Regions from separate parts of the Mus musculus genome. Here all the other regions are linked to region 1. A link is a contact called in public Hi-C, HiCAR-type, HiChIP or PLAC-seq and promoter capture Hi-C data. All regions are on one chromosome and are shown on one strand. The core of a region is the stretch at or near the end of the contact, and the rest is flanking DNA. Distances in the headings are between cores, read along the strand shown.

Region 1 (4,572 bases), core at 534-3,033:
AGGTATACAAATCTCTCTAGAGCTCAGAATTATGTATATATATGCATAAATTAAATTAAATATATTATGTATAATATATTTCCTTAAATACTATTAGCACAAAGGAAACAGTTTAAAACTTTGTTTCATAGTCTGTTAAATTGCCCTATTCCATAACAAAGTAGTTTCTTTTTTTCCCCCCAGGAATTATTAGAGATTCTTGGGAATTTGTATCTTTTCTGGAAACTTTCACTTTTAATGCTGCTCAAAACATATCTGCTTCTTAATGGCATCTTCCCCCTTCTCCCCAGTTATGTTACTGTCCTGGAGTGGTACAGTAGAGACCCATCCTTGAGGGCTGCTTTAGAAGGCAGATAACTTCAGGAAACTAGTTTGAGTTGCTCTGCTCTTCAAGACTGTTACCTTCCCCTCTTATAGATGAAGGATAAACCTGCCAAGGTCACCTAAGAGAGTGGGAGAACCAGTTAGAGCCAAGCACACATGAGTTCTGCTCACTGGCTTGACCCAATGAGCCGCATCAGCTTGCTCTCTCTCTCTCTCTCTCTCTCTCTCTCTCTCTCTCTCTCTCTCTCTCTCTCTCTCTCCTCTCACCTGCCCTCTTCCTTTAAGGAAAAAGCTTTCCATAAAAGAAAAAGCTTTGCTTTAGCTTTAGTCTCTCCTAAACTCCCGAAAGTATTTCATGACACAAATGGTAGGTAGCATGCCATGATGTCAAACGTGGAATTAAAGCTCCAAGGGAGGACTACATAGATGGAGAATGCTGTTATCACTACTATGTAAATATCACCAATAACAGTACCTACAGAGTGAAGACCCGCGATGTTAAGATGCAGCTTGGTGTCTTTAAAACTCAGCGGCTTTAATAACTCTTCTGCTAGCAAAAGTTTTCCGAACTACGATATGATAAATAAATAAAGCAGATGGTATGATGAAGCATTATGATTTAAACCTCGTCTTTTAAAAATTCAGCAGGAAAAGTCATGTACCTAAAACCCATCTGGAAAAGGATGCCACCCAAAGTAGCTTCATCCCTTGTCTGTCCCTGTCCTAAGAATCCCCTAGAGTTTCCCCAAATATAAAGGAACTGGGAACGCAAGATTTTCCAGACCTCGTTCATACAAGATCTATGGTGATCTAGCTCCTTCAACTGCCCTTATCGGCTACACCTCCCACTCAGACTGGGGAGCTTCCGCAATTGATAGATGAAAGAAACATTATTCAAACGTCCTTTAAAATTTGCAAGAGCCAAACGATCTGAAATTCATTTTTGGGGAAAGGGGAGGGTGGTAGACCGCCCACTGCCAAAGGCGGTTAAAAGCCGCTCTTTAGAGGGCATTTATCCAAAGTGGCCAAACTTTCCCAAAATAGTCCTCAGCCAGCCGGGGGTGGGGGGGGGTGGGGGTGGGGAGGGTGTGGGGGATGAAAAACCAAAACAAAACAACAAGCACACAGAACCATACTGACTGTGCCTCCGGATTACGCAGCGGCTTCTCCCTGCAAAGTGCAAGCCACCCTTGCCACAGTCGCACACCGGGCTGGACCAGAGACGCCCCACTGCGCACCCCTACACACCTGCCTTGGCCAGGGTCGTCCTCTCGCCGTCTACCTGTTGCAGTGCTTGCCACCTCCACGACACCCCTGCTGCGGAGCCCCCCTACATCCAACCACATCCAGGCCAGCAAGTGCCGCTCTCCCTGCAGCGGGAGAGCCCAAGACAGCAGCGCTTGGCGCCCAGGTGACTTGCACAAGCTTCCTCTGAGCAGCCTGAAGTTGGCTCTCTTCTCCCGGGCCCAATGACACCCCGGGTGCGCAGGAGCTGAGGGGAGGGGTCAGGGGCAGGGCCGGGGCGGGCCAAGAGGAGGGGGCGGGCGAAAGCCCCGAGGGGGGAGTGGAAAGCCGGCCCTTTTAAACCGGGTCACATGTCCAGAAAGTTCAGGTCGCTGTCCCGCCCGCTGGAGCCATTTCCATTGGCCAAGGGGGAAACAAGGCTCCACGCTGTGCGGGCCAGGCGCGCTTCTCATTGGGCAACAGGGGCTGTCAGTCACCAGGCGGGCGACATGACTGATACAAAGTTGCTGCGACACAGCCTGGACTCCGCAGCTTCCTTAAAGCCGCAGAGGCGGCGAGTTCTCCTGGTTCCCGGAGGTGGCCCCGACCGGGCAACCCCTGCACACGCTACCCTTTAGCCCACTCTGCTCCTTCGCCCCAAACTTCTCACCTACACAACTGTCGCCCCCCCCCCACCCTCCCTGGCGACCACAGCAATCTGGAGAGAAGGGGAAAGCATGGTGACGCTAGAGCAGCCTAGATGGTGAGCCCTTGCTCTCTCCACCTGCAGCGCCAGGTGAGCCACAGCGGTGCACACCCGGCGCCTCCCACAGCGTCCTCAGGCCTAGGACTGCTCGGGTGGGTGTCCCCGGGACCCCTGAAGCTCTGCTCCCGCCCCCTCCCGTTCTCAGAGTTACCTTCCCGCCGAGCAGCCTTAATCTCCGCTGTCGGAGAGACAGAGGATCTCGTTCCCACTCGATTTCAGTTTCCTTGTGTTAACCACGCAGGAAAAGCGGGTGCTTTCAGTGCAGCCAAACCCCTTTAAACACAGCCTTCCTTCCACCCCACCCCCTGCCAAAAAAAAAAAAAAAAGTGCCAGGGTCAAGAGCTGAGGCGCCTGATAATTTTGTTACTGTACTTATACTACTTTAGTCCTGGATTTTTCCACTAGTTCAATATGCAAGAAAGCTTACTATCTCGAGGATATTCACTTTATAATGTGTGAAAGGGGTGCACATAATTGGGGCAGGTATACTGGATGAGGGGAGACACTAAAACTATTTTTTAAGGATCGTTTGTCTGCGCGAAGAAATTTCGACCCCTTTCCTTCGCCCAACCCTGATTTCCCTCCCATCCACCCAAGCACTGCACTTGCTAAGCCGAAAGATGGACTCCTTAACTTTAATTTCTAAGGACTTTTAGACTGGTTTGAGGCTCGTCTTTGGACTCCCCTGCTGGCTGGGAGTCAGCACCAGTGATATACACACCTAAATCTGGTCCCCTGGCCCTTGGCGACCCGCAGGCCGCCGGCGGCAGCTGTGCAGCTTCAGGCTCACCCTCACTCGCCAGGAGCTGAAGCCCCAGAAGGAGGAGGGCATCTTGTGCCCAAAGGCCCCTCCTTTCCTTACAGTTAGTTAAACCTCAGGATCCCGGATCCCAAGCCCAAGGAGACTGGAAGTCTCAGTCACTCCAGCAGGACACTCCCCAGAGGCAAAAGAAACTGCAGCGGAGACGACAAGCTGGTTGGGACTCCAGTGCCCATCAGTCGCCAGCGTAGAGCTGGCCCTGGAGCCCCTACACACATGAATCCCCCGCCGAGTGTCCCAACTTTCCCGGGAGGGTAGCTGTCACGCGCGCTGGGAGAGCACTCTCAGCATCGATCACGCCCGGGGCCGCGCGCGGGTGGCGAGCTGGAGCTAGGGGAGTTCCGGACCCGGCGGCCCGGGCTCGCCAAGCAGCAGTGGCTGCAACTCAGCCAGTGTGGGTATTCATTATTAAAGAAATGGACCGGGCTCTTTTTACTAAGTTTTTATCTCCTTTAGGGAGAGCTGGTTTTGCCCTGGATCGAAGCTCCTTGCAAAATCTAGGTTAGAATGGCACGGAGCAGCCTCCGCGCGCTCGCCAGCCTCCCAGCACCCGTGTCCCGGGCCGGCCTGGCGGGCACCTGGTCTACTGCCGGCAGCCCACCTCCTTGAGCCGACCCGCTTCCCCTCTGCACTGGCCCTGGCACCCCGGGGCCTCTCCCTTGCGTTCCTCGGCCCCCTCCCACCACTGTCGGTGCAAAGTGACAGTTGCTGCACTCACCTTTTCTAGGACATGGTAGGGAGACTGGGGCGGGGGAGGGGGCCAGCGAGACTCCCGCCGCCTCCGCCGCTGCCGCCGTCAACAGCAAGTCCAATACCGGCTGATCGGCAATCAGGATGGAGAGGATAGCAATCCTGGCAGTCGCCCTACTGACGGTGGGTACAGTAATAGAGCGACTGTGCAGATACCCTATTGGAGGCGGCGAGCCAGCAAGCTGGCGAGCTGGAGGCACTAAATTGCGCCTAGGGGGCTCCGAGCACCCGCCGGTCCCCAGCAGTGGCGGCCCGGCTTGGGGCCGGCGGGTCTCCCAGTCTGCTGGTTCGTCCTGCAGTGACTGTGGAGGTCCCGGGAGCCCGCCAGTCCAGCGGTAAGCTCCCGCGCCTGCAGCGGGGAAGCGGGGCTCTCCGCGCCCCCTCCCAGGGCTGGGGTAGCGGGTGACAGCTCAGGCAACAGAGCGTCTTGTGTGTGTGTGTGTGTGTGTGTGTGTGTGTGTGTGCGCGCGCGTTTGTGGGGGCAGCCGCAGGGGGAGCCCTCGGCGCCGTGGCCCCCTCCTCGGTCACACCCTCACTTGCAGTATGAGGCTGTCCAGCGGTCCTGCCACCCGCTGGTGGGAGACAGGGGTGCTGGTGGCTGTCGTCGGAACCCCAGCCACTGACAGCAAGAAGGCCGAGGGAAAACGGAACCCCAGTGCACGCACCCTCTTCTCTTCGCCGGCCCCCA
Region 2 (4,572 bases), core at 1,285-3,784, 760 kb after region 1:
CTTCAACCCCATATGTAGCAGAGGACGGTCTTGTGGGACATTAATGAGAGGAGAGGCCCTTGGTTTTGTGAAGGATCGACACCCCAGTATAAGGAATGCCAGGAAAGGGAAGTGGGAGTGGGTGGGTTAGTGACAGGGGGAGGTGGGAATGGGATAGGGGGTTTTCAGAGGGGAAATGAGGAAAGGGGATACAATTTGAAATGTAAATAAAGAAAATATCTAATAAAAATGAAAATAAATTAAAAAGAAGTTGAACTCGGGTCTTCATGCTTGTGCATCAAATACTTCATTGACTAAAACTGCCTCTTGTTAACTGGAAGATACTCTAGTCCACGCTGTAGGAATGATGCTACAGTTTGGACATGGACTATAATCAATAGTTCATAGATTAAAGTCTTAGTTTATGGGTTAAATTTAGTCCATGGATTAAAATGGGACCATTTGGAGGTATTAGGAGGAATGGAGAACAGGGAAGAGTGGAAGAGGGATGGAGATGGGGGCTAAGGGCAGTTAGTGAGAGAAAATCACAATAACATATTATATGAGTGAAAATATCATAATTAGGCACATTATTTTAAATTATCACTAAAAAACCTCAGTGACATGTTTTAAAATAAAGTCTTAGTCTGCAGCTTGGTTCTTTCTGTTGTGAAGTTGTGAAAAACTTTAAGAGCTCGGGTGTAGTGGGAAGTCATTGCATCACATTGGGCATGTTCTCGAAGGAAGGAAGGGGTCTGCGGCCCATCCTCATCCTCTCTATGGATGATGTTCCATGGTTTGCTCAACCTGCTGTGCTAACATAGCAGAGGCTGAAATAAAAAGATCCAGTCAGCCATGCACTTAAACCTTTCAAACTCATGAGCCAAAGCATGCCTCTTCTCTGCAGAAGTTCATTATTTCATGTATTAGTTACATATAGAAATCTCACTAATGTGGACGGTGAAGCCAGGGCACCAGGTCCTGACCTCAACTAGCAAACAAGAACCTCATCAATCTTTTCTATCTCCAAGCTCTGACAGACCTCCTGACTTGCCTGAGCTCATGCTGTCATGATGATGTGTTATTTGGCCAATCGAGATTAGATTTATCTTGCTGCAGTAAAGTAGCCTCTGTCAAAAAAAAAAAAAAATTCCCCAGCACTGTAGCCCAGAATGATCCCATAGAGCATCACACAGCCCTTGGCAGACTGTCACACTGAAGGCAAATAGCTCAACCCTCCTCTCTCCTGAGGATGCTGAGCTGGGAAGAGCACTTTTTGTAGGGATTTCCTGGAGTCTGCTTTGGAGTCAAGGAAATAACATTTCTTCCTCAGTGTTTCCTGATGTGATCTCTTTTTTTAAAACCTTTTCCACAAGCATACACAACAGAAGCCACTAGAGGACATAATGTCTAAATGATTGTCCCAAGCACAGACACAGTGAGCATGAACTTAGACTCAGACCTGAGGGTAAGCAGTGATCCCACCATCATACTGAGGGTAAACTGTGATCTTGATCCCATCCTCTTTGCTTCAAGACAACAAGAAAACCTCATCTACTCCAATTTTTCGCTAAACAAATAGTGACAATTTATAGTCTTTGATTAGTGCTGGGGAGTCTAGAATCTATAGTTTTAGTCTTTTTCTGACAAGTAAATGCATGCATTAATTTTTCTAACCACTAAACACAAGTGTTCTAGAAAATTCTAAATTCTATGTGGAAGTAGGCATTATTATCTATGCGATCTGCATGTCTTCACTGTGAGTATTCATTCCCATTGCACAGCCAGATACAGCCTGATTCCAGGCTATGTTCATTTTCATTTGATATATCATGTTGTTTTGTAAATAATCTGTCCTCAACAGATGTTTACAGGTGAGTTAATTCAGGTATTTCTTACTGTATTCCTAGGTAAAAACACAGAGAAATAAGCATTAATTTTTCTGAAATATTTGTATTCAGAATATCTTTTGGTTTTATTTTCTTATGAAGCTTATGAGGCATGATCATGTTTTAAAAATGAGGAGACTTTTGATTCATATTTTACAGAATATGTTTATATATACTCACCTGTATAGTGGTCTTGCTCCTGTGTAGTGTTTTTAATATTTTAATTGTTTTCTTGCTTCCCAGTCAGAGGCATTCTAAATAACACCTAATATGAATAGTTTACAATTTTTAACTCTCTGATTGCTGTGAACGACCCTGTAAAAATAGGTTAATGAGTTCCTTAGGTGGAAATAAGTTATTCTCATCTCACTGAAAAAAAAATCTAACACATAAGTTTGATCTTCATGTGTAGACTATAGACACATGTTTCTAAAGAATGCTGAACAGAAAGAAGTACCTTTGCGGTCAGTGCAGGCAAAATGTAGAAAAATAATTAGGCCATCATTTAAAGCACATAAACGCAGCATGTACACATGCATACACACATAGTCTCATTAACTTTAAACCATAGAAAGTAATTACAGATTCACTGCTAATGAACATATGGGCTAAGTTCTGACACTCTACTGGTTTCAGTTCAGCAATCCTAGAAACAAAGCAAAGCTCACAGATGGATGGGGAAATGTGAGTGAGTGAGGGCCAGGAAGCAAAATTCCTTTATAACTGTGGAACAGAGCTCCAGAGCATCCGAGAGCAAAGGACTCTCAGAGCCATGCCATTCTGAATCCGAACAGCTCTGCTCTGTGGCCACCACCTGTTGTCAGGAGAGAAACTGTTGATGTCTGAGGAAGATCAGGTCGAGAGCACAGAGAGCAGGCAGAGGGAGACTGATAGGAATTTGACTCCAGATAAAAAGGAATCTACCCTTGCAAACTTCCAAAAGGAATAGTGGGTTACAGGAAAAAAAAATGTCATACAGAGTAAATCTTGAGGATAAACCACTGAGTAATTGTAGAGAAGTTAAGGCAGTGCTTGGCACTGTGCTACTATGCATATTTGTATTTAAAGATGCGACCATTCCAAGCATCCTTCTTGAACATGCAGATCAGAAAGGCATATGCATTTGAATAGACTGAGTTACAACCTCAAACTCTGAAGATAGTAGCAGCAAGATCAACTTTGTTTTGTCTTCTGGATTATTACTTCACCAACAGCAGAAGGCAGCTATGGTGGGCTTCCTCCTGACCAGGAGGATGCACCGCACATAATGCCACTTGGAATTATCAACTTTGGGTGATGCCTCCATTATAGTTTGAGATGAGCAAACTGATCTTTTATATCTACTTATGTCCAGAATCCTCGGTTCCCTAGTCATTGCCTGGAGACATTGCATTTCTCACAAATATCAGTTCCTATTGGTGGGGTTTTCTATTGAGGCACTGCTCTGGGTTTTCTCATCTGTGAGCACATGCCTTGAAAGCACACCTTAATTTGTTGATGAAAATGGGCACTTTGTGCCTCCTTATAAGATCTACAGTGTTCAGTCTTCTCTTTCTAGTCCCTTCTTACTTGCAGTTACAAAACAAATCAACAACAACCCAAAAAAGTATATATTTTCAGACTTCTTAGCTTATTATACAATTAGGTTACTTTGATAGTTTTCTTCTTATTCCTGAAATCAGTTCCTGTCAGCTTACATGATCTTTACTCTACAGCAATGATAATTTTCAGTTTAATGTGAATATTAATAAATTAATTTAGCTTCTGGTGATGATTTTCATTTTTCCATCTGTCAGAATGCTACCAATCTCAAAAACAAATCAGACACTTTCAGTTAGAAACAAAGTAATGCAATAATAGGAGTGAGAAAATTTTACATCAAAGCATGCACAGGAAATAAAAATATAAGTAAAACATTGAACTTCAAAAAGATAGCATGGTGAATTACACACTTAGGTGGTACTTTGGAAACTTTTAAAAGAGTTTTGACTTGCCATTAATCATCTTATTTTTAAATATTTTTAATTTTTATTTGACACATGTACTTACAGGTACAATTTCATATTTTAGTGTATGTATGTGTAATGTAATGAACCAACCACATTGGTTAGAATGAGAAGAGATTCCATTCATTTCATAGTTTTTTAAGTATTCAATACATTACTGTTAACTACAGTCACTATGAATAATAGGTCATCAGAACTTAGCCATCCATCTAATTGGAGCTGGGAATTTTTGTTGAGTCTCTTGAGTAAGTGAAGAAAAGCTCAACCCAGGTGTTTCCCAGGCATTTCTCCCAGTGGCCCAACAAAAATACAATTGCATGTAGATCACTACTGAGCTGAATAGCTATACTCTTTTTAATGTTTTGGATGACAAAAGTTGATGGGAGAATGTGGAGTCCTCATCTAGATGGTGTTGAGAAGTGTGGTATGATGCCTAGGAAACCAGCAAGTCCTCAGGTTTTGTACCTCAACTGTGGCTCTCCAAATGAGTACATAAAGACACTAGTCATTGCCAGCTCTTTTTCTCTTCATGTTGCTTCCTGTGCCACAATTTGAGACATGACTTCCTTATTTTTGATCCTGCTTAAAATGTTTATTTGCTCTTTCTGTTAGCAAGTGCTTATTTATTCAGGACTTGTTATCAATGACTTTAGCTACTATGTCCTTCACCCATATACATATGTTTGTATATATTAGAT
Region 3 (4,572 bases), core at 933-3,432, 710 kb before region 1:
TCTCTGTATAGCCCTGGCTATCCTGGAACTCACTCTGTAGACCAGGCTGGCCTCGAACTCAGAAATCCGCCTGCCTCTGCCTCCCGAGTGCTGGGATTAAAGGTGTGCTCCACCACACCCGGCTCCTCTGATTCTTAAGTGATAGCAAGCATACATTTTTTTTCCTTAACATTGCAAAAGAATTCAGAAATTGGTCTGCTTCTGTAAAGCACAGACAGTAAGTTACTTGGGTGGGACCCTGCCCTGAAAATTACCATTTCTACCACACCTGGGCCTAACCTTGATCTCAGGAATCTTCCTGCCTTTGTATCTTTCTGATAAGCTGGCTCATAGTGAGCTGCTTTTATTCCTTTAGATTCATGAAGCCCCTCATAATTCATATTGCATCCTTATATTTTGCATAGTTGAGAAATTATATGTATTTTGAACTCATGTATTTAGAGTTCTTTCCCACAGCCTTAAGGGCTGTCCTGAAGGTCCCAGTGTCTACCATTTTGCTGAGACATAGCCACAGCCTTGGCTCCTGGATTCGAGCTGTTTCTAATTCTCACTGAGTCCTTAGGTTAACTGGGAGGACATCCCTAGGAGGAATGTGAAATACATACCCACAGCAGCCATCACACTCATGGAGGCTCACACTGGAGGACTTGTCCCAAGGGCAGGAACCATGTCACTCTGTCCCCACCATAGCCATACCGGGCTCAGCACTAGAGTGCAGAAATAGATTTCAGAAATTGTGTAAAAAATTGGCTTCCTATGAGAAGGAATGGAGAAGATGGCTATCAGAAGCAGTAAGAGTGTGGCTGGACACACAGAAACAAGTCCTGTTAGACAGCCTATCCAAAAAGACTGCCATTTGCCAAGAAATAAGTAGTGGTGATAAGCTGTAAAGCAAGAGTTTTCCCTAATTTTCTGAACTTCAACAGTATACCAAGATTTCATTAATGGTTAGGAATTTCCTTAAAACCAACTATTTTAACTTATAGTGTAGACCAAACTAAAGTCCTACAGCCCCTTTAAGGAAATGTGCAAAATGGAGATCACAGGAGAAAGACTGCAGAAGTCAGACTCCAGGCTCTGGTAACTGAGGAATGTGATTTCATCTGTATACTTTGAGACTCTGGTCCATGACATTTTGTCCAGATGGCTAATAGGCAGAAGTCCCCTGGTTGCAGGTGATGGCAAATATTTAAACATCAAGCAGAGTCCAAAGTCAGAGAAAACAGCTCTATTACTTAATAGGTACTATTAATCACTTGACACTTTTCTCATCTGTGAAACAGAAAACTACCCATCGCTACTCGGTACTTTTATGCAGATCAACTCATACAAAATGGGTAGAGAAGTTAGTGTTTGATTTCAGAAAATGACAATATATGCAGTGTTCAGTGTCTAGTCGGGACTCAGATGTTTGCTTGTTCCCTTGATTTAGAAAGAATTTAAGATCCCATGTGTCATTGATCTGTAAAGCTATACAGCTAAAAGCTTTAGGTGTATAGAACAGATGTCAGAATACCAACCTTTTAAATCTTAAATAAGATTTTGTTTTTTTTTTAACTCAAGTTTGAAACGTGAACATTTCATATTGGCGGTTACTTTCAAAAAAGCTATTCTTAGAATGATTCTTCTGCCGGGTCTAGAAATTATGCAGACAAATTCCTCCTTAGGACCCTAAACTCTAGCAACTGACTGAAATCTAACCTATTCTGTCTTATTCCAGCGGGCTTCCCATTCCACCCCTAAAGACAACTGGGAAGCCTTCTGAGAAAAATAAAGCTATTTCAAGTTCCACTCCACAGTGACTGCCCCTCACTATGACTTTTCTTTAGATGGAGTAAAGTCTCAGGAATGTAGCGGGTGTTTCTGAAACGTCCCCAGTTCCTACAACTTTCGGAGCCCTTTTAGGGAACCACTTAGACTAGGTAAATTAGAGATGCCAGAAATCCGCCGCTACTCTCCTTCCTGCCCTTGCCACGCCCTCTCGGTAACCTAGGTTACAGCCACGCCCTCCTCCGTAACTGACCAATCACAATGCTTTGCGTTGCGGGACAAGGTTTAGCTCAGCTTGAAACTCAGAGCAAATCATTTGCTGCAAGCATCTGATCGGAAACGGAAGTGGAATAGTCGGCGGAAGATGAGTTCTGAAGATGAGTACTGTAGAGGTTCCAAAGCCGTGAGTGAGGAAGTTCTGGGCCGGGTCTTCCGGGGGCGGAGACTAGCCTGCCAGAGCTGGACTAGGGAGAGGGCTGGTAGGGTACCAGATGCAGGTCAGACCCCGAGTGCCTAGAATCCCTAGTTTACCCTGATAGTCCTCGGGGTCACGATGCAGCGGAGACTCTGGGTGACCTCCAGGTGAGGCGGAGGCGACGCCGCGGCGGCACTGAGTCCATGCGGGTTGGCCGGCGAGGATGCAGCCTGCACCTGCGAGCATCCCGAGCGGCCACCGCTGCAGCAGCCGCAAACACAGAGCGACCCGAGAACGCGGCGCCAGCGGCTAGTAAATCTTTTCCTATAGGGCGCCAGCGGAGAAGACAACCGAAAAAGCGAACTTGCCAAATTCTTGGTTTGGTTCGATTATTCAGCTACTCAAAGAGAATCTGTTACAGAACATGCCTTGCGCATGTAATCGGAGTAACTGGAGGAGATGGATCCGACCCCTGTTGGTACTTTTTTACGCAACAACCATCCTGGTCGCGGTTCCGATATGCATTTGGAAGTTTCAAAAAATGAAGGTAAGAGGGTCCTGCACCTCTACCCTTTCTTCCGCTGGTTGACAGAGTTCCTTTGTCTGCCTTCTAATGCTTGAGGTCTGAAAAACATTTCGTCTGTGGACATTAAACCAACCTGACTGGTTTTATTTAGCCGCTACAACTGGAGGTAGGTCCGGGTCGAGAAACAAATAGTTAAAGCACCTACTTACAATGGGCGCTTTCCCAATATTCATCAGTCCCAGAAAGAACTTTATTCTTGAAATCAGATCTGCTATGCAGGTACTAGGGCTTGACCAGACCAAATAAACCATCTTAAAAACTATGTTCTGGATTTTATAGGCTTTTAGCCGGTTTTCTGGAACCAAAGGATTCTTGTTAAATTGACTTTGCTAATTAACTTTACGTTTGAAGTTACAAGTTTTCTTTGTTTCTTTCCTTAAAATCTCCTGTAAACCAGGCTGTTCTGGATTTTGCTTTGTAGACTAGGATGATCCTCCTGCATCCAAACTTCCCAGTGCTTGGATTACCGGTGTATCCATCATTCTGTTTACTCAATGCAGGGATTGAACCCAGGGCTTTGTTTATTTGAGGCAAGCACTCTACCATCTGAGCTTCATCCCCAGACCTGAAGTTACTCCTTAACCAAAGCAAAAATTTTACAAACATCCCCTGTGTGTTCCTTTATATTTAAAAAAAAAAAAAGGTGTATTTGTTGGTGTGTTCGTGGGATGGTCCAGTTGTGGAGGTCTGAAGGTGGACAACTTGGAGCAGTTGGCTCTGCTCTCTCATCATAATGAGTGCTGAGGACTGAGCTGAATCTATCAGGGTTGGAGACAGGCACCTACCAGCTGAGACATCTCTCTGGCCCTCTTTGTTGATGTCATGTTGTGACATTAGTAAAGTATTACAAGCTGGATAGCTAACCTATGTCTATAGTATATCTATAAAGTGAAAACTTAGAATTAATAACCAAAAAGTACTTTTATTAAGAAACAGTTATTTTGGAAGAGTTATGGCAGACCAGGTAGATGCATACAACCCACCCCCCTTTGATTATGGAAAATATTTTAATCAGTGTGTCTAAACATATTCATAGGATCTTTTTGTTCACTAAATCTTGTTGGCTTTTCTAATTATAGTTCATATAGGTGTTTAAGGGTATTAAATATGACATTAAATATTTCTCATTTGTTATGTTTTTAGGCAATTTGAGATTTGTCCACCCAAATTTAGGTCTAGCAATCTTAATTTAAATGTAATTTCCTCACTTAGTATTCCTTGGAATACAGTATAGAAAGGGAAATGAAATGTACACAAGCATGGCCGCCTGAGCCTCATCTCTGTAACCCTCTCGAATGGTGTTTATGGCAAGATGGAAGATGGAAACAGACTTGCCTAGAAGCTCGACAGCCAGCCAGCCGAAATAAGAGACCCTGCCTCAAGGTGGAAGAAGAGCTGACTCCCCAGTGTTGTCCTCTGACTTCCACACCTGCACACCAACACTCACACACATAAAAGCACACGTTTAATACATATGTGTGTATGTGTGTGTGTGTGTTATATCAATCATAAACAGTGCTTCAACAGGAATTCATGTTTTACAGTCAGAAAACTATTTTGGAGTCGAATATCATGGGCGTGAGTGTGATTTCGGGTTGCAGATGGCCATGCTCTTGCTGAATCCTCACATGGCTCAAGCACCTCTTTTTGAGGTCATCCTCCCTGAGACTATGACCTCATTTCACCTACATCCCTTCCTGTCAGCCTTATCTCCAAGTATGGCCACTTGCACTAGGTGTTGTTTCAACAAATGAATGAGGCGAGGCCAGCCCAGTTCCTAGTGGTCAGACTTTACACATTG
Region 4 (4,572 bases), core at 1,256-3,755, 660 kb after region 1:
ACCTGCCTATGTTTCCCAAGTGCTGGGATTAAAAGTATGTGCCCCCCGCCCAACATGAACTCAGTTCTTCTTACGGCGTAGAGCACTGAGAGTTTGACCATGCTTCAGCGAGTATGCAGATAACACAAATTGGACATTTTAAATTTATATTATTTTTACTTTTTTGGGGGGTTGGGGGAAATCACCAGGGTGATGGGACTGACATGGAAGGACTGGGAAGAGAGTGTGATCAGTGGGCATGATCAGTGGGCATGGTGTGAAATTCCCAAAGAGTAAAAATCAACAGCAACAACACACACACACACACACACACACACACACACACACACACACACACACAGAGAGAGAGTGAAAAAGAGAGAGAGAGAGAGATACGAATTTTTTAAAGAACATTTTTTCCCCTAAATCCAGATGTCCCTCTAGATACCTATGTGAAATTCCCAAAGAATAAAAATCAACAGCAACAACACCACACACACACACACACACACACACACAAACACACACACACAGTGAGAGAGAGAGAGAGAGACAGAGAGAGAGACAGAGACAGACAGAGAGAGAGAGAGAGAGAGAGAGAGAGAGAGAGAGAGAGAGAGATGAATTTTTTAAAGAACATTTTTCCCCTAAAACCTGATGTCCCTCTAGATATCTAGGCCTTTCCTCTAGAACCACTGCAAAGGTGGGCTCTCTGTGTCACAGCAGAAGGAGCCCATGTCCCTGAAGCAGTAGCTCCTGGAACCTGAAGATGCTAAATGCTGACCATTGAAGGGCTGATGAGAAGGACTCTCTGCTTAGTCATCTTGCAACTGCAGTATTTTACATGCCATCTTTTCCCTCATTTCCTTTAACTAAAAATAGATTTTTAAAGATACAATATACTCTGATTTTGGATATCCTTTCCCAGTTTCCCACAAATGATTGCTATATTCCAACCCACCTAAACACATACCTTTCCCTCTCTTATTAGAATACAAAAAAGGTATCTAAAAGTATTAAAACAAAATGAGTATAAAAACAAACAGAAAAATAATTTTTAAAAAATGCAGAAGAAACACATGCAGATGCTGAGACGTATATTCTCACACATACAGAAAACCTGTAAAAAATGGAAAAAATAATATATAAGCAAAATATCTAAGGAAAAGTTGAAAAAGCCCAGACAAAACATTATAAGAAAGCCAAACAAAACAACAACAAAACTCTGTGTGTGTGTGTGTGTGTGTGTGTGTGTGTGTGTGTGTGTGTGTGTGTGCATGTGTGTGTATGTTGGCCATCTACTGCTGGGTGTGGGGCCCGCCATTGAGTGTGGTTTTTGAATTCCTTTTTGAGCAGTTACAACTTCAGATGGCTTCTGTGTTAAGGACAGGGTCTTATTGTGACTTCCCTGCTCAACACTGGGACCCATCTTACTTAGACATGTGCAGAACCTACCCAGGACCTGTGCATGCTACCAGTCCTTATCTATCTGGTTTATTTTATTGTTCTATTATTGATTGTGAAAATTCACCTAACCACATAGATATAGTTCTGGTGGTGATCAGGCTGCCTTCTGCTCCTGCTTTATGGGTCACTCTGACCAGCCTTGAACTTAACTCAACATTCCAATTGTGTTTTGTTTGCTACTTTTGTGTGACCTGCAACTCACAGTCCTCCTGCCTCTGTCTCTGGAATGCTACGATTTCAGCTTTATGACACTGTGCTCAGTCTAACTGATTGTTCTTCATTGTGTACTTTTCTAACAAATAAGCTCTAGGTGTTTGTATAGCAAAGAGATGGATGGAGAGAGAGAGAGAGAGAGAGAGAAAACAAGGTTGTAGAGGTCAAAAAGTACCAGATAAGATGGAAGTTTCAAAGGATTCCTATGATTAATCCTCTGATTAATGCTAGTAGCAAGTTCAACATTTGTAGAAAGCAAGGTGGCTACACTACCTAGAAAAAGTTTTCAAACAGAGCAACAGGTTGGTCTCAGGTATCCTGGACATTTAGTTGTACTGTTTGTTCCTTAAATGATGTTTGTCTATTCAATAAATGTGTGTGCACACACAGAGACACTCACAGACACACTCAGCTCTGCGCATGTATGCACGCGCACACACACACACACACACACACACACACACACACACACACACACATACACACACACCACAAATATAATGTATGAGTTCTTTACTTTGCTCCAGATTATTGTCTAGAAGCAAAGTGAAGCATATGTTTATATTTCTTTTTACAAAAATATTACAAACCCGAATTCCAATCCTACTGACATTAAAATATAACTAAATAGTCACATACATGGAAGAAGCAACTGTCTTCCAATAGTCCAGGAACAGCCATTCCCCTGCAATTTCTTAAAGCCTTAAGATTGAGGGTGTTTCCTTTCCTTGATACACAAGACATTTATATTCTTCTCACAGTTCTCCTGATTTGTAGTCCTCATCTTCCGTGCCACCAGGCTGAGAAATGTTGCGATCCAGACTTATTAGGCAAGCCACACAGCTGCTGCCATATCTCCTGCCTCTATAATTTTCCCTGATTGATATATTTGTGCTCAGAATGGATAACCCACCATTTTAAAAGGTTAATATAAAATGCTCACGGTGGCAATTTTCTTTGTATTGGGTTTAATTCTATCTTCTTCCACCCTCCCCATTGGCCTTTGTTCTCAGCACTAGGCTTACTTCTCTGGAATGTTCAGTTAGGAATATTTCCTATTCCCATCAAAACATGATATGTTTCTCCTGGAAACAAAGGACAGAGCCACTGAGATGACTAAGGCAGACAGAAAGATAAATATCCAATGAATCAGAGCTAGGACAGTGGAGCAAAATGGAATCTCTTTTCCCAAGTTGTTTGCTATTTACCCCCAGAATAGATGAGATCTTTTAACAACAACAACAACAAAAATCTATTTGTCAGTAATAAACTACGGTAAACTGTCAGGAGGTGACTTGCTTGTATAAGAGCTATGTTACACACTGACAGCAAAAATATAATCAGGTATTTTTTGTTCTTGAGGAATTCAGATTAGTGGGAGAAATATACATCTAAACAGATAATTATAATATGACCACTGTTATGATTCTATAAATGCCAGGGATTTTTTAACCAATGACAGGAACATTATAGTAATAATCATCATAATCCCTGACTGATCAAATGGGGGAAGAGCTGGGAGAGAAAAGTGGTATTGATCTTGAGCTTCAAAAAGAAAAGAAAGGGTTTATTTCCAAGAGGCATCCTTGGCTCAGGACTACCGAGTCATGCCTGGCCAAACCACATTATAGGGGAAATGGAGAGAAGCAGTATTGTAGAGCAGACTGAAGCAAATACACTCTCCAAAGGCTTTAGACTTTGTTTTTAAAGGCAAGTATTGGCCAGGAGTGGTGGCACACGCCTTTAATCCCAGCACTTGGGAGGCAGAGGCAGGCAGATTTCTGAGTTCGAGGCCAGCCTAGTCTACAAAGTGAGCTCCAGGACAGCCAGAACTATACAGAGAAACCCTGTCTCAAAAAACCAAAATAAATAAATAAATAGCAAGTATTTCGAACCAGTATTGATTTTTTCCATTAATTTTCTTTTTTTGACATATAAATTAAATTTATTTATGTGCATGCATACTGATGACCTAGGGATAGAATAAAATTAACATATTTTCTTTTTTTTTCCAATTCTTTTATTAGATATTTTCTTCATTTACATTTCAAATGCTATCCCGAAAGTCCCCTATACCCTCCCCCTCCCTGCTCCCCTATCCACATGCTCCCACTTCTTGGTCCTGGCTGTCCCCTGTACTGGGGCATATAAAATTTGCAAGACCAAGAGGCCTCTCTTCCCAATGATGGCTGACTAGGCCATATGCAGCTAGGGATACGAGCTCAGGGGGTACTGGTTAGTTCATATTGTTGTTCCTCCTATAGGGTTGCAGACCCCTTCAGCTCTTTGGGTACTTTCTCTAGCTCCTCCATTGGGGACCCTGTGCATGATAGAGACAAGGAGCTACTGCATGGCAACAGTGCTAGGAATGAATGGTGTTTCTTTTTCCAAGGCAACCAATGATTCAGTGAGACATTGTCACATGTCATTTCAAAGGCAGCAGACACCTGATTATACAGTAAGATGTGCTAACTAACTGTATAAGCCACACAAAGAAAAATGTCTCGGGATTGCGGAGGGTGAACGAGCAGTCTGCAGAATCGACACAGTTTCTGGGACAGACCCTGTTTTGGCCTCCAGACATCTGGGCACCTTCCCCACCAGAGGAGAGGTGTCTGCCTGGTAGGGCTCTGACTGCTGAAGCAGATGAGGGAACCATCCTGTGTCCCGGGTCCCTCAGAGACCAGTCTGCACAGGTGAGAGTGAGGACCAACACAGCTTCTGGGACAGGCCCTGTTTCAGGCCTTCATCTTCAGCCACTAGGCAGGACTGAATGCCAGACCTCTGTGTACCTTCCCTGCAAGAAGAGAGCTTGCCTGCAGAGAGTACTCTGACCACTGAGACTCAGAAGAGACCTGGACTCCCAGGACTACTGACAGAGGCTAACATAATCACAGGAGGAACAAGCTCCAA
Region 5 (4,572 bases), core at 534-3,033, 560 kb after region 1:
TTGCCTACAATCTGAAAGGAAAGAGCACAACAGGCAGCCAGCAGCAGAAGCCAACTTGAGGACAAGGGGAGCACAATGCCCTTTTAAATAAAAGCCAACTAAATAGCTTGTGAAATCTGAGAAGTTATGGGCACAGCGGTTTAACACTCCAGCTTCCAGAACTGGGGGTGCCATTTATAGTTGATGGAACTACTGGGTGGTATCAGAGCCCTCCTGTAAATGTTGGCTTCGGCCTGTAAGGAAACAGACAAAATGGAAACACAAAGGAACCACTATCAAAACTTTGTATTGTTTGGATTCAGTCGGCAACAATGTTGGCAAATCCCTGAAGATTCCCATTGTCCTGTAGAGTGGAGGTAAAGGAAACTACAGAAGTTTGTGCCAAATTCTTTCTAGTTGAATGGGCTCCGTTTTCTTCATGTCAATGGTTCTTTAAAACCTGGTGGACTGGCTTCCCCTAAATTTGGGTTTTACTCACATTTATTTATGAACCAAATGCATTTCTAACCCTCCTTTAGATTCATAATTCCTAAGGACCCTAGATCATTTATGAGTATTCCTTAGCCCAAGAAAATGAACGAGGCCATACACGGGTGTGAAATGATGTGGGTGGTGCCAGGCAAGAAAGGCTTCTGGTCATTTCCTCTATTTGATCAATTGACTTGTCTAATCTATTTGACTATGGATGGTTCGCCTGACCTGACTTTGATTAGCTTTAATGGGGAATAAGGTGGCATGAAGTGTACAATGTTACAAATTTGTAAATGCAAGGATGACTAGAAATTTATTTATATTTGTCCATAGGGGAGATTAGGTCAATCTCTAGCTATATTTACAAACACATTCTAGCCACAGCTGAGCAGTGTGGAACTGGGGAAAGTAACCATGCTTGCCTTTGCTTAAGCCCACAAGGTCTTTTGATTTCTGCCCAAATAAAGCAGGCTTTTGGCATGGCTCTCTGAGCTGGCAAAATATCTGCATAATGTCTGCAGAATTTAGAATGGCCAGGAGGGGCAGGTCAAAGACAGCCAAATTATGATATCACACCCATAAAATCTCATCAATGGTGACACACAGAAAATGCTCAGTGAATTGCATTCATTAATTTATCCTTATTAAGAAATTCTAAGCAACGCAGTGTCTACATTCCTTGGCAGATTTAACATTCTGCCGATGTCCCCTATTTTGTTCATTGCTTTTCAAACAAACAAATAAACAAACAAAACTTTCCAAAGCAGTCTATGGGTATCAACTGACAGGAGCTGAAGTCGTGTGGGTTGGGGCAACCTGGTTTACTGAGACAGTCCAACAGTTGGGTTATAAATGGTGCCATTGTTTTTGGGGATTGACAAAGACATTCCTGACACTTCCAGTGGTTGGTACAGGAGCATACCGTAAGGTGCAGTGAAGGAAAGCTGACTATATACTTCTGTCTTTCTTGTTCAGGTCAGGGACAGGGGCTCTGAAGAACCAGCTGACCAGAGTTTGGCTTGCTTGTGAGTCAAAATGATCAGATTCTTTTGGAAAGAGCAATAATAATGGTTGTTCAACTGCCAGGAAAGCAGCAAAATCAGGGAAACAGCGGAATATGCAGTTGAATGCCAGCCCAATTTTTCTTTGGGTCACACATGTTTTTAAAGCTAGAAATCTGGCTTGTCTACAAAACGACATCAGGAAGAACTGAGGGAAGCGAGAAGAACTGATGGGAAGCATTTCCTGGTGACTGTCTGACCCTGTTGGAGCTGAGAATGTCACTGTGCGGGGGCAGACATTCAGAAGTCTCCTCAGCTGTCTTGTCTGGGTGCCTGGAGTTTGTTCAGCCAGCAGAACTTAGGAGCTAACACAGGGCCATTAGAAGGAGAGAAGGCTTTTTTTTTTTTTTTTTTTTTTTTTTTTTTGTACAGACCAGTATGGAAAGCAGAGTAGGAGGAACTGGCAGCCAGGAAGAGAGAAATGAACCAAAACACCAAAAAGATTTACCAGGGCAAGTAGAAGATGGAAACAGACAGTGAAAAGATTTTGAAGACCAAAGGCAGTGTCAAAGATTTTTCTCACTATTACATAGGCAAACTTTAAAAGAGCAATCAAAGTATAAATTAGAGACTTTAAATAAATATTTGTTCCCTTCTGTGCTTATATCGCTGTATTAACATTTATGTTTTTCATATTCAGTCAATTTTGAAAAATTCTAGTTCTCAAATGCAATTCCTTTATTGATATTAAGGAACTATTGTATTTGTTTGTAGTAGAGACTAATCTGAACAAATTAGACACTAATACAAACTATGAGATATTCTTATTTGGAAAAATATTCTTCCATAGAGACGTATCTTAAAATAGTTGCCTATCTATTCAGAGTCCTGGTTTTTCTGTGAAGCCTGGCTGTAACCTAGGGAGGGAGTTGCTACATGCCCATCACCCCTGCACTGAGGAGGCAAGAGTGAAGAATCAAAAGTTCAAGATTATATTTATTGGCTATGAAACAAATTCAATATCCGCCAGGGTTGCACTAGACCCCGAAGAAGCAAAACAAAAACAAATAATGAAAGAAAAGTAGTGTTCTTTTAATGTAACCTTGTGAACTGTTTCCATTTCTGTGGATTTCCATATCAAATCTTCACACTTCAGGTAGTGTCAGGTGGACAGGCCTTGATGCATTCTGTGGAAGCTCCAATAAGCTAAAAGGAATGAAGGAACCTCAAAGCATGGCCCATATAAAGAAAGAGGTTTTCTCTCCTCAATATTTGGATCTCATTTCTTCAGTGGATAGTTGTCAGGGGAGGAAGTCCTCCATTGAAGTAAGAAAGAGACAGGAATGGCTACACTCATATTTAGAGCAAAGGAGCCAAACAAGAACTATGCTTCAATGAGTTATGAATATCTGATACAAAGGCTTCATGGAATTTCATAATGAGTGGTAGAACGAAGAGATAAAGAAGGGATGCTGGCATTGAATAGAAAACAGGACACACTAATAGGTATATGTATGTATAGGAGAAAAGGCTACATTGGATAGAAAGAGGACACACTAATAGGTACATGTATAGGAGAGAAGGCACATTGGATGGAAACAGGACACACTAATAGGTATATGTATGTATAGGAGAGAAGGCCACATTGGATGGAAACAGGACACACTAATAGGGATATGTATGTATAGGAGAGAAGGCTACATTGGATAGAAACAGGACACAGTAATAGGTACATGTATAGGAGAGAAGGCACATTGGATGGAAACAGGACACACTAATAGGGATATGTATGTATAAGAGAGAAGGGCACCCTGGGGAATGACCTTGGTGAGGAGTCAGGGACAGAGGTCAGGTTCCGCCTGTACTGTTTACTAGAGGTTGGGGGAGACAATCTGGACTCTGGAGTCCTTTAGACTCTGTATTTCTCAGATGTGGATTCATTTTTCCAGAGAAACAGTTTCAGTTTCACTGACTAACACTAGAGTGTTACTGATTGTGGTTTATTTTATTAAGGGGAGAGCCTTGCTGTTTTATTTCAGTAACATTAGGGTTTCTTTTTGTACGCACTATCATTATTATCTTGAAAGTTAAAGTTGTTTGACTTGTTGGGAAGGTGGAACATAACAAGATTATAATGGTGAGGATTTTGTTTTGTTTTGTTTCCCCTCCTGACAGGCGCAGGGCCCAGCCTCTATTAACGTAGATGCTATGCTGAAATGTTCTGCGCATGCAGCTTCTTAAACAGACAAACCCCCACCAGCCTGTGTGAGCTCACAGGACAATACTTTACAGTTTCTGTTTTTCTCCCTAAGAGCAGGGCAAAATTAATTAGCAATCTCTGGGTGAAAGGAACTCGGGTTTTTATATAATTAATAGTATGTTCAAGTCAACCAGTTAAGTACATTTAAATAAAAAGAAAGAAAATGAAAATGGTTTGCTGATTAAAAGCAAGTTCTTGGCTTCCAGGAGCCATTCGGCGGAGGTGAAATAGAAACATCAGAGAGATTCTTGCCTAGGGGCTCTACCCATACCGTGCTTGCCTCAAAAAGGATGCAAACCTCTCTTGCCATCACTGATGTCAATATGTTTAAAGTGCCACCACCAATACAACTCAGTCTCAACCTCCTTGGAAACTGACAAAAATAGTAGTCTCTCACCGTTCTTGATAAAGAATTATGAAAATAACAACATGCATGTACATGTGGGTGCTCATGAATGTTAGAGGGAGGGACGAGATAAATTCAGATTTCCTTGACTGGAGCAAGTAGAGTGATTTTTAAGTCTTTCATGAGAACTCTGCCTGCAGAAGAAGAGAAGCAGCACAAGCCCCGTCTTAGCTGTTCCGTGGTGACCCACTGATGATCCAGGGTAAAGCTTCCCTCATCTCCAAATGAGTAGCTCTTGGAAGCCTCCCAGAGTCCAGAGACACAAAGATCTGTGTAAATGAGAAGCAGTCCTGGGATACCATATGAGGTTGACATCACCTGTCACCATGTTCTTTTACTTGCTAGAACTTTATATAGAAGACTTTTTTCTTTCTTCCTTCCTTCCTTCCTTCCTTCCTTCCTTCCTTCCTTTCTTTCTTTCTTTCTTACTTTCT
Region 6 (4,572 bases), core at 726-3,225, 520 kb after region 1:
ATGCTAGCTGACCAATTTCCGATTCCCCCATTTCCCAAATTTCCATCTTTGCCCACAGGTCTATGCTCTGCAATGAAACCCAGCATGATGGCAAGCTGAGCCTGACCATCTCCACAGTGTTCCTGGCAGACAGAAGCCCAAGCACCTAAGAGCACAAACGGAGGGCACACAAGCTACCCTTGACCATTCCTCTGTCTCACACCTCTCTTTCATTTCATTGTTCTCCTTACAGGTCTTCTCAGACTCAAAATGTAAGCTACCTGAAATGCCAACTCATCACTATTGTGATTCCTTCAGCAGCCTGCTTAAGACAAGCTTCTAAGAGTAAGCAACACCTGGAGTCGTTCCCTACCCCACAGCGAATAAACTAGTAACTCACTAGTCAGAATATTTTGATCCCCGTTCTCTCAGGTTTCTTTTGCTGACATAAACGAGTTTATGTAGCTGGTCTGGGCAACAGTCAATCAAGCTTACCTGTATGCATGAGTCACTCAGGAGCTTGTTAGAATGAGGATTCTAACTCTACAGCTCTGTATTTCCAGTCATTTCCCAGCCAATCCTAGGGCTGTTGACTTACGGACCACACAGTGATCTCGTAACCATAGCTGTTGGTGACTGGCATTTGATTCCTTTCTAGAAGGCTGGGGGCAGGGGAGGTTTATGCTCCTAACTTCTGATTACTCTTCTGTAAATGTGTGAATATGGTCTCTGGCCTTGAAATCCGTTGTCTGTTTGGAGTCAATATAAAAAGTCTCCTTATCCAGATTACATAGCTGTACATATAAAACCTAGAAATAAATCCATCCTAATCAATCTTTATTCATCATTTTTTCACTAAGGGCTTTGACCAGTACAACAGTATGCTGTACCCTAGCTCAGTCTGCACACAAATTACAATGACGTGTGTCTGCTATATCAATAAAAATATAATACATGAAGTCACTAAACATCATAAATATCAATGCCCAATGATGATGACTTCCCTACATTATGTTGTTCAGTCTCATATACACTTAAATAGATCAGTACTAGCTTCAGTTTAACTTACAGAAGGTTAGGAAGAAATGAATGAGCCAGTCGAGATTTATTTTTTCACCCCAAAGCTAAGATGGTAATGGCAGTGTTAAAGCATAGTATATGTTGTGATATTAAAATCTTTTAGTTTTAGTTCAAGGAAAATAGAAATAATTTCAGTAAGCAAGAAAAGAGCTAGAGATACAAGATGATATTGAGGACTCTGCAAGGGGCAATGGAGACATTTGCTCCTAAATATTCTGGAATTTTCTATAAACTTTCAACAGATTCGCAGAGCTGTAACAGCATTTGGCTAGATATGAACCGCATAAGTTGATTGTATATACTGAAGTATTGTCATTTCATAAAGTGATTGCTCCCAGAATGTCACATTTCTGGTCCTCCTGCTAATTTAAGGTATGATCTGGAGTTTGCAACCTATTAAACCATGTGCATGTTTTTCACTTTTAAGTTATGGAAAATTAAGATAGAATTGAAGCTATAGTTATACAATTGGTTTTTCCAGAGTCTAATTGGCTTTTCTAGGGTGGCCATAAGCTACTATTAGGCTTGGCCCTGATCATTCAAGAGTGTTAGGTAACCGCACACATTTAAGTTTTATTCTAGTAACCTGGCTGGCATTTCCCTCTAATTTAGTCTTTGGGGTAAATGTACAGGTTTAGGATCTAGTCTAAAGAGACTTTCTAAAGCTCCCTGAAAAGATAGGATAATCTGGTCTGCATACTACGATTTCACACAGCTGACACTTGGTTATGGATCCCCCAGCCTGACCTTAGACAATAGGCGACTTTTCTGGAGATATCAGGAGGTCCTGTACCAGGCATAGCTGGTCCTGTACCAGGCATAACTGCTCCTGTAAATGTGACCCTGTTCTGCTGTGCACCTCTCTGCCTGTGACCGGGCATTCGTTTGTCTTTAATGAGATTTTGCAGTGACAGGATTGGAACAGATTGCTGGCGTTATGGCAGCCAGGATATTGTCAGGAGGAACTTGGCAGTGCTCAGAGGTGTTATGATTGCTGGCTCTTTGCTCAAGGGCAAGAATATTGAAGGAGATGAGACAGAGTGAAGGTAATGTCACAAAAGTTCCAGAGATGAAACCTGTAACGGTACATGCATGGCAAATGATTTGGGGTTTGCATACTTTTGAGCCCTTGGTGACTGAAGACATCGCCAAGAATTGCTTCAGTGATATTCGTTCATAAATCTGCATAATAATCTCTCAGCAGGGCTTTGGTGAAATTACAAGTATTCATTTACTAAATTGGGTTCAGTGTCTGTATCCTGCATGCCATATGAATATTCAGCTCAGTGAATGCCTCCCAAGCTATGTTGAAGTTAACACATAAGCTGAATATAACTCAAGGAGAACTCAAAATTGCATGCTTATTTTAACCTAACAGAGGGCCTAATGCCTTAAAGAATTAGACCTCCGACCCTTGCTATGTCAGTTAATACTCGTTCTAATAAAGCCCAATGTAAAGCTGTTTTTTCAGTATTTGAGTTTGATTTTTGGCATTAAGTGGTTTTCTTTATAACAGGGGATTAAGATAATAATATACAGGGCTATGAATGGTTTTTTAGAACAGTGGCAGCTGCCAAGCAGATTCAGGAAGAATGTTTAATTACAGTGCTCAGTAATAACAACAAAGAAACAGTTCAATGAGAGGAAACAAGCCTATTCGGTGACAAAGGTCTGTGCTGGGTGGAGGAGGTGCCATGTACCACTGAGTGTACCACAGATCGTTATAGTTGCAACTGCCTTGGTGGTCAGTGGGAGTTTTCCTTCCATTTGAGCATTATTTCTTCTCAGTACAACTCAGTTGGCACTCCAGGTTAAACAAACAGAATTACACTCTCTCTCCAAAGCATGCAGATCTTTTCTGGAAGTGAAATTATTATTAATTCTTTGAGAAGAGTTGATTTCATCCACTTTAGTAGTACAAGAGCATTTGCCTAGGAGTGTGTCAACCTGTGTTCCCATGTGCAACTCTATAGATTCAGCCAACCGTGAAGCTTCAAATAGCTGGTTACTTCCTCTCCAAATCCCTTTCAACTCTAAAGGTTTCCCAGATATTGTGATTATAAAACATATTCTGAAAATAGTTGTTTGGAAACATTTTTGACTGCATTATTTTGTTCCCCTAAAGTGTCATATGGCATTAGATGTCATAATGGTATTATGTAAAATCTTATTGAAAGGAAATGTTTGTTTATACTTTTTCTATAGAAAGTAAGGTTCTAAATCTGCTTCATTCATAAAATATTAGTCAATTGACCAATATTATTTTTATCTTCATATAACAGTGGTTCTCAGTCTTCCTAACCCTAAGACCTTTAATACAGTTCCTCATGCTGTGGTGACCCCCATCCATAAAATTATTTTTGTTGCTACTTCATAGCTGTAATGTTGCCACTGTTATGAATCTTAATGTAAATATCTGTGTTTGTCTTGGGCAACCCTGTAAAGGTCATTTGGCCCTCAAAGGGATTGCAACCCACAGAGTAATCAAAACCTCCAAAGTTGAAGTCATCTGTGCAAAATGATTGCTTGAGTAATTAATCTGAGATGCAAATGTGAGCTTTTCTGTTCCTAACAGTCAAGGGTTCCTCTTTTCTTTCCAATAATTTCTGGGTAGGAGACAGATGTTTCAAATCCATATCAACTCTATAAAGAGGAAATTAGTTTGTGTTTTTAACTGAATATGCCCTTCATCTAAAGAAATCTGGAATGAGGGTTGGGAGACAGACTTGTTCTAAGGACAGAGCCTTGGGTTTCAAAAGAGCTCCAAGTACAGAGATTCATTTTTACTCGCTAAGCATACTAGGATAATAAGTAATTCCCCACATCTGATTTCTCCCATATTTAATGATGATATTTCCATGTCTTTATCAATATGAGCCCCCCAGTAGGACAGACTAAGAAGCATGCAAATCACACATGCACACTGGTGTGTGGAGTGACTATGGGTGGGGGCAGGTGCTGGCCATCAAATGACTGGGATGAAGTGAAAAACAGGAAAATGTAATTTTTCTTGTAAGGATCCTGACAATTAGAGGAAGTCTGACCTGGCCACAAGGACTCAGGGAATGTCTATCTTGAAAGATATATTTTAGCAGACATTGTATGCATGGACTAGAAGATGCAGACTATAGCTAGAAAGTTGGATATGGTTTTTTAAATGGTGTCAGATAAGTGTTGGGAGAAGGAAAGAATTTAGCAGTGGTTATCAAACATATTAATAAAATAGCTAGGAGGGTGTTCACTGATCTCAGGTGATGTGGTGTTAAGATGTGATCATTCAGAAAGAATGTCTTGCAGTAGGAAAGCTTGAACTAAGAGCAACAGCATCATAGAAATTCAGCTGAACTCTGCTTAAGGTTAAGTCAGAAATCTAAACAAGATTCTGTAAACATTAAATTACAGCCTGGGTATATTTTCCTGTAAAGAAGCTAGATTTAGACATTCTCCTCTATCAAATATGATACTCATATGTAATAGAAATAGCCAGTGAAGTTACATAGTGAAGAATAAGAG

What was found. Promoter capture Hi-C pulls out the DNA fragments that hold promoters and counts their contacts. A called contact is a pair of places that touch in the nucleus more often than the background predicts. HiCAR-type assays count read pairs that join an accessible place to other places. HiChIP or PLAC-seq counts read pairs in DNA pulled down with a chosen protein or histone mark.
Region 2: a promoter capture Hi-C map of hippocampal neurons shows a contact between it and region 1, with 11 times the contacts expected there. The contact joins the enhancer-like site here to the promoter of Nr3c2 in region 1. A contact is called at or near these places in 6 of 39 promoter capture datasets (the 3T3-L1 cell line, 3T3-L1-derived adipocytes, cranial neural crest and 2 more), 1 of 484 Hi-C or Micro-C datasets (cardiomyocytes) and 3 of 115 datasets of contacts at active chromatin or transcription factors (astrocytes, embryonic forebrain and forebrain).
Region 3: a contact with region 1 is called in a Hi-C map of uterus, with 8 times the contacts expected there. The contact joins the promoter of Tmem184c here to the promoter of Nr3c2 in region 1. A contact is called at or near these places in 2 of 39 promoter capture datasets (liver and pre-B cells), 4 of 484 Hi-C or Micro-C datasets (the MNK3 cell line, embryonic stem cells and uterus) and 1 of 115 datasets of contacts at active chromatin or transcription factors (bone marrow-derived macrophages).
Region 4: a contact with region 1 is called in an H3K27ac HiChIP or PLAC-seq map of VIP interneurons, with 5 times the contacts expected there. The contact joins the enhancer-like site here to the promoter of Nr3c2 in region 1. A contact is called at or near these places in 3 of 39 promoter capture datasets (the 3T3-L1 cell line, hippocampal neurons and liver) and 3 of 115 datasets of contacts at active chromatin or transcription factors (VIP interneurons, astrocytes and stem cell-derived neural progenitor cells).
Region 5: a HiCAR-type map of astrocytes shows a contact between it and region 1, with 2.6 times the contacts expected there. The contact joins the enhancer-like site here to the promoter of Nr3c2 in region 1. A contact is called at or near these places in 5 of 39 promoter capture datasets (the 3T3-L1 cell line, 3T3-L1-derived adipocytes, hippocampal neurons and 1 more), 2 of 484 Hi-C or Micro-C datasets (cerebellar granule neurons and cerebellum) and 4 of 115 datasets of contacts at active chromatin or transcription factors (VIP interneurons, astrocytes, forebrain and 1 more).
Region 6: a contact with region 1 is called in a promoter capture Hi-C map of hippocampal neurons, with 17 times the contacts expected there. The contact joins the enhancer-like site here to the promoter of Nr3c2 in region 1. A contact is called at or near these places in 6 of 39 promoter capture datasets (the 3T3-L1 cell line, cranial neural crest, frontonasal cranial neural crest and 2 more) and 2 of 115 datasets of contacts at active chromatin or transcription factors (astrocytes and forebrain).

The regions. Positions count from the first base shown.
Region 1 is chr8:76,899,541-76,904,112 of GRCm38.p6, reverse strand. It overlaps Nr3c2 (nuclear receptor subfamily 3, group C, member 2), which reads right to left and starts at 1,783. Exons shown (of 9, transcript NM_001083906.2): 1 at 1,573-1,783. It overlaps Gm10649 (predicted gene 10649), which reads left to right and starts at 3,492. Exons shown (of 2, transcript NR_028579.2): 1 at 3,492-4,007.
Region 2 is chr8:76,135,338-76,139,909 of GRCm38.p6, reverse strand. No RefSeq gene overlaps it. Among named protein-coding and RNA genes, the nearest start is that of Gm22544, 120 kb to the right of the region's middle. Within about 2 kb of position 2,534, at least 8 of the 459 cell types and tissues checked have an H3K27ac peak or open chromatin away from gene starts, as enhancers often do. A contact at or near this core is called in hippocampal neurons, where this site is marked.
Region 3 is chr8:77,608,263-77,612,834 of GRCm38.p6, reverse strand. It overlaps Tmem184c (transmembrane protein 184C), which reads left to right and starts at 2,182. Exons shown (of 10, transcript NM_145599.4): 1 at 2,182-2,732. The coding sequence starts at 2,610. It overlaps Gm39200 (a long non-coding RNA gene), which reads right to left and starts at 754. Exons shown (of 3, transcript XR_878939.2): 1 at 606-754.
Region 4 is chr8:76,241,279-76,245,850 of GRCm38.p6, reverse strand. No RefSeq gene overlaps it. Among named protein-coding and RNA genes, the nearest start is that of Gm22509, 31 kb to the left of the region's middle. Within about 2 kb of position 2,505, at least 4 of the 459 cell types and tissues checked have an H3K27ac peak or open chromatin away from gene starts, as enhancers often do. A contact at or near this core is called in VIP interneurons, where this site is marked.
Region 5 is chr8:76,343,427-76,347,998 of GRCm38.p6, reverse strand. No RefSeq gene overlaps it. Among named protein-coding and RNA genes, the nearest start is that of Gm22509, 71 kb to the right of the region's middle. Within about 2 kb of position 1,783, at least 8 of the 459 cell types and tissues checked have an H3K27ac peak or open chromatin away from gene starts, as enhancers often do. A contact at or near this core is called in astrocytes and neural progenitor cells, where this site is marked.
Region 6 is chr8:76,381,919-76,386,490 of GRCm38.p6, reverse strand. No RefSeq gene overlaps it. Among named protein-coding and RNA genes, the nearest start is that of Gm39199, 62 kb to the left of the region's middle. Within about 2 kb of position 1,975, at least 16 of the 459 cell types and tissues checked have an H3K27ac peak or open chromatin away from gene starts, as enhancers often do. A contact at or near this core is called in hippocampal neurons, where this site is marked.